Linked DNA regions of Zea mays: region 2 is linked to region 1. The links are chromatin contacts, called in public Hi-C maps. All regions are on one chromosome and are shown on one strand. The core of a region is the stretch at or near the end of the contact, and the rest is flanking DNA. Distances in the headings are between cores, read along the strand shown. Region 1 holds the start of LOC100501153 (F-box protein). Region 2 holds the start of LOC100273782.

What was found. Hi-C and Micro-C count contacts between places; a contact is called where the count stands out from the background.
Region 2: a contact with region 1 is called in a Hi-C map of ear, with 2.1 times the contacts expected there. The contact joins the promoter of LOC100273782 here to the promoter of LOC100501153 in region 1. A contact is called at or near these places in 4 of 25 Hi-C or Micro-C datasets (bundle sheath, ear, endosperm and 1 more).

The regions. Positions count from the first base shown.
Region 1 is chr3:191,929,141-191,934,806 of Zm-B73-REFERENCE-NAM-5.0, reverse strand. LOC100501153 (F-box protein) reads left to right here and starts at 3,048. Exons shown (of 2, transcript NM_001195951.1): 1 at 3,048-3,347; 2 at 3,656-5,018. The coding sequence starts at 3,801. The coding sequence ends at 4,853.
Region 2 is chr3:192,118,418-192,124,083 of Zm-B73-REFERENCE-NAM-5.0, reverse strand. LOC100273782 reads right to left here and starts at 3,050. Exons shown (of 8, transcript NM_001148185.1): 1 at 2,549-3,050; 2 at 1,492-1,665; 3 at 1,005-1,162; 4 at 770-917; 5 at 149-403. The coding sequence starts at 3,007.

The DNA of each region.
Region 1 (5,666 bases), core at 1,799-4,298:
TGGTTTGAGGAATAATATAGTCCATCATCTTCTCACTCCTCACTTTTTTGTTTGGTTTGTGGAATGGAGTGAGTTAATCCATCACCACCTCATTCCTCATAGTTAGTTGTTTAGTACTAATATGTGGAATGGAGTCATCCCACCAAATTTGAGGAATGGACCCATGATGCACCACTTCATTTTGGATAGAGTGATTCATCAAACCAAACACCTCATAACAGCATCAGTAAATTTAACGCATGCAAATTCACTAGTTTTCAATTTTTTGTATCATTGATATTACTTATAAAAACATTTTAAAAAAATAAAATGTTCCCTCTATCTCATGTGTCCATCGCGTTGCACCTTGTCACCTCACCGAACTCAATCTTTCTTACTCTCGCTAACTATTTTAATACTAGTACAATACACGTGCGTTACTACGGGTGTTTGGATCCGAGGACCTAACCAACTAGTTAAATAATGACGTGTGCCCCAGACCCATATGGTGATGCAAGTTGACACAAGTACTTTATCCTGGTTCGGGTAAGGACAGGCTCTACTTCCAGCAGAGGGAGGATGAGACTTATATTACTCGCACCTAAGTGCTTGCAGTAGGGAGTACAAGCAGAGCGAGGGAAGGATCCCAAGTCCCTAGGGTTGATTGAGGCTAGTGCCAATATCGTGTGGAGGAGAAGACTTGTGAAGTGTAGTCGTATTGTTCGGGGCCTTCTTCCGAAGGTCTTCAAAAACATGACTGACCATATGTTTTCAGTATGACATGGATTATTACAGGAGGCTTCGGCTTCGGGATGAAGGTCTTCTCTCATGGCAGGGTGAAGATGTAGCCCGAAGGTGACAATAATGGACAGAGCTATAGCCGAAGAGCTTCGGCTTGATGTGATAACGAAGACCAAGTATGATGATGACCGAAAAGAGACAAAGACTACTTAGTCCTTAATGATTCGTGTTATGATTATAGATGAATGTCAGGGGCATAAATGTACTTTTACTCGGGCTGTGTCTCGTGCCTATAAATAGATGAACAGTAACACCGTACTATTCACAATGAATTGTAATCACTATCTCGCGTCTTCACCTTCGAGCAAGCTGAAGCATTTGAGAACAAGTGACCAACACGTATGTTCTATTTATAGGCCAGGGGGAGCAGCCTAGAGGACGGGAGTTGGCCGCATATTGCGAGGAGATGTCTTCGTATCCTGTAGATGGTATGGCCGGTGGACGGTGGTATGGTCTTGTACTTGTTGTTGACTTGCACTTGCTTGGTTTTTGCTGAGAGCCGAGGGCTCGGTCACGTACCCAAGCACCTGGTGAGGGGTTGCCCATGTCGTAGTGGTTGACACAATGCTAAGTATGGGGAAAAACTTCTTAGGCGATGCGTCGGTTCTGCAGTACCTGATGATGTTGGGGAGTTCTCCGTTGCGGATATCGAGGTTAGAGCCAGGCTCGGGCGAGGCAGAAGTCCTTCTGAGGCTGCGACCGAACTCGTTCCGAGATTCGAAGACGTGCGCCACGGTTGATGGAGTGGTCTCCTGTGGGATTTGTGGGGGAGCAGGTAGCCGAGCTCGGGCGAGACGGAGTTTTGCCCCGAGGGTGAGTTCCGCTTCAGGCGAGACAGAGTTTGCGCCCGAGGGCTAGTGTGTGCCCCTGTCGTATTATGCGTCCCATCCGAAGTTGGTATACGGCGTGCATGTACTGTGGTCGCACGCATAATCACAGTTGCTGAATCTTTGACAAGACTGCGGTCTTGTTGTTCCCGTACACCTGCAGGTCTTCGTGGGTTAGGTATACGCATTGAATGCGGTTGTCCCTCAGCAGACTTCAGATGGGTCTTGCCCTGAGCTTGTCCTTCTTGCCCGAGGCAGGCTCGGGCGAGGCGAACACCGCTGTCCTAGGGTGAGAGGACCTCGGTCGGGACAGAGATTCTCCTGAGAACACGCCCTGTTCGAGAACCAACTCGGGCGAGGTGTGTCTCTTGATCCTTCGACCTCAGGGATTGTACTTTGGTGGTGTTCTTAGGGTTTTAATTGCGTTTTAGGGGTGTATTATCGGTACCCCTAATTACCATACCCGACAATTACATTTTATCTTAGCTAAAAGGTCTAGAAAGGTCTGAGTTGAAAAGAAGCATGATCCCCATTTTTTAATAACTCGCTCAGTCGCTCGTCTTCCTTTAGCTAGCGGGAGTGATACTACGTGGGAGCGTTGCGCCGCGTGACTTCCTATCGCGTTGGACTTGGTAGTTTTCCATAACCTACCTGTGGGTTAGCGACCCATAAATAGAGGCTTGAGTGGTTTTTACGATCTAGGTAACAACCCACTGGTAAAGGTATAAACCTACGTGCTTCGTGCGTGACACATGACAATCATCGAAATTGATGCTTTTATAGTCTTCTAGTCAGGTTTTGTGCATTGCCACATATTCTATATATCATATGAGTAGACTTTATTTTAATAAGACATAAAAAATATATGTTCTAGTTAGGTGGTATAAATATATAGCCCACCACTAGAGTCCAAACTCTCATTTATACACAATTTTATTTTATGTTTATATTAAAGAGAAATATAATGCCGGAACGCCCCCGCGTGTGACACAGATCTATACCAGTAACTCTCTAACATTTTTATATTATTTTAAATTTTTAAAAATAATATAATATTTATATTATTATAATACATATTATTATTATGTTACGAGATACATGTAGTATTAATAATATAAAAATAACATAATTAAAATATAGAATGATTATAGTGCTCATACAGTCAGTCCTTCGCTCTGTGGAGCCGTTTGAGACGGTCTTATCCCCGTAACACCGTCCCGGAGCCGCCACGCCGTCGCGGATCACGCACGAACGAATCATGTCGCCCTGGCGGGGCCCGCGCTTTTCCTCCCCCGAGAATCCTACCATTGCCCTCCACACCTCTACCTCTAGTACTGGTATTAAAGCCGCGTCCAGCGGCCGGCGCGTTTCTCCTCGCCCTAAACTAAAAAAAGGTAACCGTCCCCGAAGCCCAAAGCCAAAAATTCCCCCACCCCAAGGCCGCATCCTCCTGCAGCCTGCTCGAAACCCTCCTTCCTCCTCCTGAATTCGTCAACCGGTCTCCCAAATCGTAGCGGCAATCGGATTGTTTGGTCTCGAGACTGAGCTGTGCTCCAGTCCGTGAGCTATTCGTTGATTTTTCCAGCGTGAAGGCGCCGATTTTTGGGCCGTTGGCTGTGGTGGCCGGTTCGGCGTCTCTGGATCCGGCTGGCTTCCCGCGATAGATCGGGCCATTGGAGCAGCACAATACTTCGGATTCTTGATGTGTCCGTAGCTGCACTCGCGGTGACCTTTTTTGAGGTAAATCGTTGTCTCTTATTGGATAAGTTCTATCTATGTATCAGCCGAGTCATAGTTAATTCTCTTTTCAGTTTTAATGGATTGCCACCATGTTCAAGCATTGTTTACATTTTAGAAGTAGTACTGCCTGGCGATTTTAGTGATATTATTTCCGTGTTCTATCTGATATAATTATGTGATGTGGCTTTGCTCATAGTTTAGTTGTGTTCGTTTCCTACATCAAAATTGCGTGATTCATTTTGCTTAGCTTGCTTTCCCCGTCACATTCGTTGTTTACTATAGTTCGTTGCCTCTTTTGTTTGTTTCAGGAAGCCGGTTGAATTCGTAGACCTGAAGATTTATTAGCTGGCCCACGCCATTTTCGGCAATAAAATATTCGGCTGTTTCATAGCAATTTCAGGGTCCTTCTCAATCTTCTGAAGAAGCGAGCAGAGACGGCTTTTGAACCGGGCGATGCAGGCCAAGGCTCGGATCCACGCTGACCCGGTCCATGAGTTTGACCAATTCGACTGCTTGCACGATTCTCTTGTGCTGCTGATCCTGAACAAGCTCGAGGACGTGCGTTCACTCGGCAGGTGCTCTGCCGTGTCCAAGCGATTCAGTGGCCTGGTTCTCCTCGTCCATGATGTGCGTGTCAAGATCGACCACGTTGTGACCGTGGACGGCGGCGCCGATGACGCTCTGAACCTGTCGTCACCGAAGCCCCACAACATCATCTCGCATCTATTCAAGATGATGCTGTTCGCGATCGCCAAGCCCTTCCATGACATGCGGAGCCCCATTAGCGCAGGGCGGCTGCTGTTCCCTCAGCTCTCTCAGCATTCACCGGTGCAGGTGCTGAAGAACTTCTCCCATGTTCGCAATCTTCAGGTAGAGCTCCCCTCCGGAGATGTTGCAGTCGAGGAGGGGGTTCTGCTGAAGTGGCGGGCTGAATATGGCAGCACACTTCAGAGCTGCGTGATCCTTGGTGGAACCTTGGTTGATCGCAAGGCCGCTGGCAGTGGGCATGAGCCATCACCGGATGACAAGGGAAGCATGCCAGAATCTTTCTATACCAATGGTGGGCTGAAACTCCGTGTCGTATGGACTATCAGCTGTTTGATTGCCGCGTCGACAAGGCACTATCTTCTCCGGTCGATCATCAACGACCATCCGACGCTGAGGAGCCTGGTCTTGGCAGATGCCGAGGGACAGGGCGCACTCTCCATGGGGGCAGAGCAGCTGAATGATTTCAGGGAACACCAATTGTCAGCCTCACCATGTTCTAACAGGACGCAGGTGCCGGCATGCAACATGAAGCTGAAGTACGCTCAGTACCTCGAATTGCCTGGTGGCTTGGCACTGCAAGGTGCAACCTTGCTTGTCACCAAGCCTGCCAGCGATGGTCATGGCAATCGCAAGGAAGTTGAAGCCTTTGTTTCAAGCGCGTTCGATGGACCCTTGAGGTTTGCTGCGAAGGCGCTGATGAAGAGGCGCACCTATCTCCTGGAGATGAATGGGTTCTAGAGACCTTGTTTTTTTGGTGCTTCTTATGAGGAACTCCTGTCTGTCTGGTCTTTGTATATACACTATAGTCATCGAAGCGGATGGACATGATATCAGATTAATGCCTAAAGTAAGCATGCGTAGAGAATTGAGATGTCTCGTGCACGGTGGCAGTTTGTGCCTACTAAAAACACGTGTAGCGCGAAGTATGTGCGTGTTTCCATTTCTCAATGGAAGTGCTGCCTACTAATGCATGTTGGTCATCCCTGAGAAAGAAGCCGCTCTCTTTCACTTGCCTGAATATACGATATACCCCAGTTCAAAGTAGATGTTATCAATCATGTTGTGTGTATACTCTCGTCGTCTCGTTCTTCTCATGTCCCTGCCAAATAAGAGCCCAGCCCATGCATCATTCCAAGCCCACTCACCGGTCCACGATTGCGTTATTGTCTATTACTCTATTCTTACAAAATACTTTTGTCTCCCTTAAAGTTAATATTTGCACTCTTAACTCAAACTGAAAACATCACCTTTCTCGTCTCTCAAAACCGAGCACTTGAGCCTTATGGCTGTTTCGGTGTTTTTTCTTCTTTTATGTGTGTTTTCTTGAGATATAGCCAAAAAATCCACTCATTAAGTCCAGGGTGCATGCTGCTGGAAATTACAATAGTTCAAACTGCAAAGAATACAAGATCAATCGTAAATATCTTTATGTGCATCTAATATTAGGTTCCAAATATACTATCATCACAGCTAAATGAACGAAATGATGTTTGCTTGCAACATAGGAAAAATTTGACAGATAACCCTGCTTGTGTAAACAAGAAACAGCTC
Region 2 (5,666 bases), core at 1,801-4,300, 190 kb before region 1:
GGTCCCTCATTTTCTTTGCAGCAAATCAAATTTTGGGTTTGTGCCTATCCTGAAATACCTTACTAGTTACTACTAACTATGAGAAGAGATTGATCAATGTATGACATTAGTGAATGATATTAAAAGCTGCTCGGATTGCCATCTTTACCTCCCTATAGTCAAGTATTCCTTCAAATGGAAGCTCCAGTTCATCACTAATTATAACTGGGATACAACCACTAACGATTGCATCAAACAGGCGAGCAGAAGATGGGGTATCCCCAGCCGGACTCAAGCAAAAGAAAGACTTGCGCATGCCATCCTGAGCTGCTGCTTTTCCCTGAGCTCCAGTAGAACCTTCTTCTATAACTATGTCTTTTGCACTTTTAAGTTCCTCTACAAGTTTACTGCGGATCTTTCCTCCCTATAATAAGAGATACAAAAAGGTCAACAAAATAGATACATATAAACATAGTCCATCTGTTCCAAAATGTAGGTCATTTTAGTTGTGTCCTAAGTCAAACTTCTTACTTTGACCTAGAAAAACATATCAACATCTACACTGCCAAATAAATGCACTATCAAGACGAATTGCATATAGTTGATTTAACAAAACTAATTTCACATTGCAGATGTTGGACTGTTAGAGCATTTCTTTTATAAACTTGGTCAAAGTTAGAGAGATTTGACTTAAGGGCCTGCGAAGGGAATATGGCGAGCAAAAGTGGATGTTTGCATGCATATGTATTTAAAACAATCAAAACCCAGGGAGTGGTACCAAGAAACTTACAGCATTTCTCTTCAGTCTTCCTCGAAAGAACAGCAATATACTCCTTTTGGATTGAGTTTCTAATACACACTTGTGATCACAAAGATCAACGTTTGGAACATATGGAAGGATGACATCCTTTTCTAGATATACTTGTCCAGGTTTATACCTGAAATAAGATGGTAAAGTGAATAAGTGATGCATCCAAGTAGTTTTCCTAGGTAAAGTGGCAACTGGCAAACAATGAATACCACACCAGTTCCCGGTGGAGTCCATATCAGGTAGAAGCCATATTGCTTTCTTGACAGATCTCCGGACTGACTTAAATGACCATGGATGATGAACAGGAATGACATGATCCCTGCCTTCTGAACGTTGCCAAGCAGGCTGATCTGTGACCCATTTCAAAGCTTCCTAACATCAAGATGTAATGATGATAAGTTCCTCTTGGAATAAATTGAAGTGAATAACAATAAAGTAATTTCCATACACAGAGATAAAGATCTTAAATGATTTTCCTACTGTCAATAGAACCAAACTCAAGCAATGTTATCTGTCACTATAATCTCAGATATAATTGGTCAAACAAATCTAATACTCTTCAATAACTGAATGCCAGGAAGGGTCAAATTTAAATTCATCAACAAATTTTCCTACATAAAGTCATAAACACTAGACTGTCCATGTGGGTGTCCTAAAACAGACATTTTCTGAAAAATAAACCTTAAGAGATGCTCCCAGACCCTATAAAGTGCCTTGCATTCTTGTTTCTCCAGCAAGAAATAACTGATTGTCGTGAAGAATGGCACATAGAAAATGTCGGCTTCTTCTTGCTGCTGAACCCTAATAACACTCTTCAAAAGTCTCTGTGAATCAAGTGCGATGAGATCCGCCCATAGCCAGTAGTCAATAGAATGCTGAAAATGTGAACACAAAAAGCAATTTCATTGTGTGGACAGATGAATAAAGTTCAATATCTTAAAAAGCATGTGATATTTAATTACATGATTACACACATGATCATTAGCTGTAACACAATATGCCTTAAACAGTAGCATGTAAGAGATGTATCATTTTTTAATCCAGAAAGCGTGGAATTTTGAAATCAAAATGCATTGATTCTGGTATGAACTTTGCCTCGCCAACCAAAACAATGCAAAGATTCATTTGTGGCCTGAAAAAGGAATTCTGAAACTGGTTTAAGAATACAAAATATACTCCATTGTACTCTAATCTAATTCACATTCACCTCACAGCAGAAACTTTCCATATCAAAAAATCAAATCTCACTAGTCAAAATGCCATATTTCTGAAAGCAGTAGCTTCGCTGGTCCCAGTTCAGCAACATCTCCAAGCCTCCCAAATTCCAAAGCATCAGAGAGCAGATACATCAGAAAGGAGACTAGGATTGTACAAGTATCCCAGTTCCAACCGAAAACAATCCGCGTGAATCAATGTGCTGAATTTTTTCAACATTACAGGTAGAGCACCTACTGTTGTCACGATTCACCGCAGTATACAGCCAGTGCCGGACCACCTGGGCCCATCGGCTAAGCGTAAATGGATTTTTTGTTTGCGTCAAACAGTATAGATTTTATATTTTTTAGATAAAATATATGTTTTCTGTGATGTAAAAATAAGTTTTGTGCATAATGAGAATCGCCGGGGCTTTTAAAAGATACTAGCTCCGCCACTGTATATACAACCAAATTGCGAAGTACGCGTCTCATAGCATCGCAGCTAAACAAAGGTGCAAGCAAGATGGAAGAAAACTGCAATTCGATCTCACCGCACGCCCACCTGCTCGATGAGGCGGTGCACGGGGCTCCCATTGGACGTGAGGTTGTCGGTGTCCCGGTAGGAATCCCTGAACAACCTCAGAAGATCGTACGTGAACTTGCTCGGCATCTCGTAAACGTAGACCCTGAGCAGCCCCGCGGCCGGCGCGGGCCATGTGGGGTCCCCGTAGAGACGGGCATCCTCCTGGACCCGGATCGCGGCGTCAAGTTCTACGGGAGCGGCGGCGGAGGCAGAGGGATGCGGATCGGAGAGGAAGCGGTCGAGGGAGGCGAGGAAGGATGTGGTGGCGCTAGGGTTCGCGAGGATGGCTGGGGCGGATCGGTGCGAGGATGGGGAGAGGAGGAGGAAGTAGGAAGCTGTGAGGAGTATGAGGGAGGCGGCGACGGCGGCGAGGAGTCGGCGGGAGGAGGCTGAGGCGGAGCGCGAGTGCGCCGGGGAGGGGAACTGCTTCCCGGCCATGGCGGTGACTGGTGAGCAGTGACTCACTGGAGACCCACCAGAGGTGATCGCTGGTCGGCAGTTTGGGACTAGCTGTTGCTTGTCAAGAAGGATTGAAGGACGCCTCGTATGTGCGGCGGCTAGGTGTCATTTGGCCCAAGTGGCGGTCGGCCTGTGGGCTGATCAACCAGTACAGCCCATTTAAAACTTCTACAGCGCTTAAAGGCACCCTCCATTTCACTTTTGTGTGTCATGCTCCTACCAGTGTCATACCATGTCCTGTCCTACAGTGCCCTCAAGTTTTTTAGATTGATCCTATTGTTTTTATCCAATCTATACTATCATTTCTGCTACTGTATATTGTTGAATGTCACCACATGTATCTGATGGAAAATCGTGTACCGCCCACTTGCAATTAGTATGGCGATTGACGAAGATGGCCAACAGATGAAATTGATGCATGGCGTAAGAAAGAAAACAGAGCTCATTCAGAACAAAGCGGCATGCACGAAGTGATTACGCACCAAGGATGCGTCCATGCAAAATGTTGTGCGATTGTATGCATACGTGCGTGCTTTGATGCTTTCACATGACATATATACCTAACTAAACATGTAGCTCATATGTTTCTATCGATGTCATCGTTTTCATTGGTCCAACTAGGGCAATGCCTAATAACAGAAGTGAGCCAGCAATGCATAAAGCGCAACCTAATTGATTTCAATTACTATCTAATCGGTGTATAATCGGTGTAATCTACAGTGTAAATTCTCTATTTTCCACGATCTATTGCGAACAACCTTATATCTCAAGGAAGGATAATACATGATGTTTTCTACATATCTTATATGAGATTTTATTACTACGTTAGATAGAACTTTGTCTATTAGTGCGAACACAACAGTTTCTAAAGCACATCCCCACAAGGACACCAAAAAGATCAATTTGGCTCATCATTGATCGAATCATGCGTAGCAAAGTCCGGCTCCTCTACTCGGACACCCCCATTCCATTAAAGCATGCCAGGTGAAACCAAATGTTCTTTTGTATTGTTTTAGGTGATCGTCAAACTGTGGTTGAAATAATCGCCTCTATGATCTAACTGTAAAAACTTAATTATTTTACCCAACTGTTTATGTACCTCATTTTAAAATTCTTTAAACTTTTCAAAGTCATACCTATATCTACAAAGTCATCAGTAAAAATGATGAAGTATTGAAACCCATCTCTCTTTACTAAATTAACTGGTCCATGTACATCAGTATTTACTAGACCTAACAAATCACTTGTTCTCTCACTTCGACTAGTGAAAGGTGTCTCAGTCATCTTGCCGAGTAAGCATAACTCGCAAATCTTGGATAATTCAAAATCAAAAGACTTAAGAACACTATCTTTATGAAGCAGCTCTATGTGTTTCTTATTTATATGACCTAAGCGATAATATGTGAGATAAAAGTGGGATTCAAATAAACAGTTCGAAGCCTCTTCATATTTAATGTTATGAACATGCTTATCATCAAGATCTAGGATATACAACTCATTCATCAATGGACATCCTTTATAAAACATGTAATTCAAATAAATAGAACAACATTTGTTCTCAATTGTTATTTTGTAATGTTAGTGTGCTAGCATGGCGCGCGCAGCGAGAAAAACCATGGTGGTGTCTTAAGCGTCTGCAACCATAGTGAGAGAGATGGCAGCTGGATAAGATGATTTCTTAAGCACGTCAGGTCCTTCGTGTTTATAGACTCTTGTTAATAGGCTTTTATTCTAAAGATTTATTAACATTCTCATGAATCATAATTGTTTCTTGAACATATATTCATTCAACTGTAGGAGTTTATAGTCTCGATAACCATCAGTCGAATCATGATAGACCCTTTTCCCATGGGCGTCTAGCTAGAGCTCCAATAGTCGCTCCTCTCGAAGATGAGACCTCGGCAGAGAGTAAGGCCTACGATGCTACGTAAAACACTTTCAAATTTCAATATTGAAGCACTAGGACGGAGTGCTCTTTCTGGACGTTAGAAACAAGTAGCGCAGGCAGCAACGAAGGCATAAGTCCATGTCTTCTGTTATCATCCTTTATCTCAATTGTCTACTATTTATTGTAATATTAAAAAATGAATCAATGGTATATAACCTCGATTGTAATCCTCTGGACCTACTAGAGCGTTTGTTAGAATAAGTGCATCATTTGTATACTTAAATTATTTTATCTTGATTATAATAATGTGCAGTTCTTTTTATATTCGAGGAAAAAAAGAAAGACCGGACTATAACGATGTTTGAATGTACTAGAGCTAAATGTTAACTCTAAAATTAGCTGAAGACATTTAAACAGTCTAGCTAATAGTTTAGCTATTAGCTACTTGTATCAAATTAGATACTTCCTTCGTTTTTTTATTTGCCGCAAAAATAAACTAGCGGACGACAAATATTCGAGAACCAAAATAGTAATAGTTGTCAGCTATTTGATAGTTTTAGCTAATTTTATTAGTGCTTTTTTAGTCAACTAACTATTAAGTATTCAAACGCTCCATCAAATCAAAGAAGATCATGGTTCACTTCCTTTCGCTATGCTGTACTTAAATTAGATGGTCACGACGGACGCGTGATCTTTGAGTCTGGGTACGTTTCGTTCGGGCTATCTGCTATATGATGGTGGTGGTGGTGA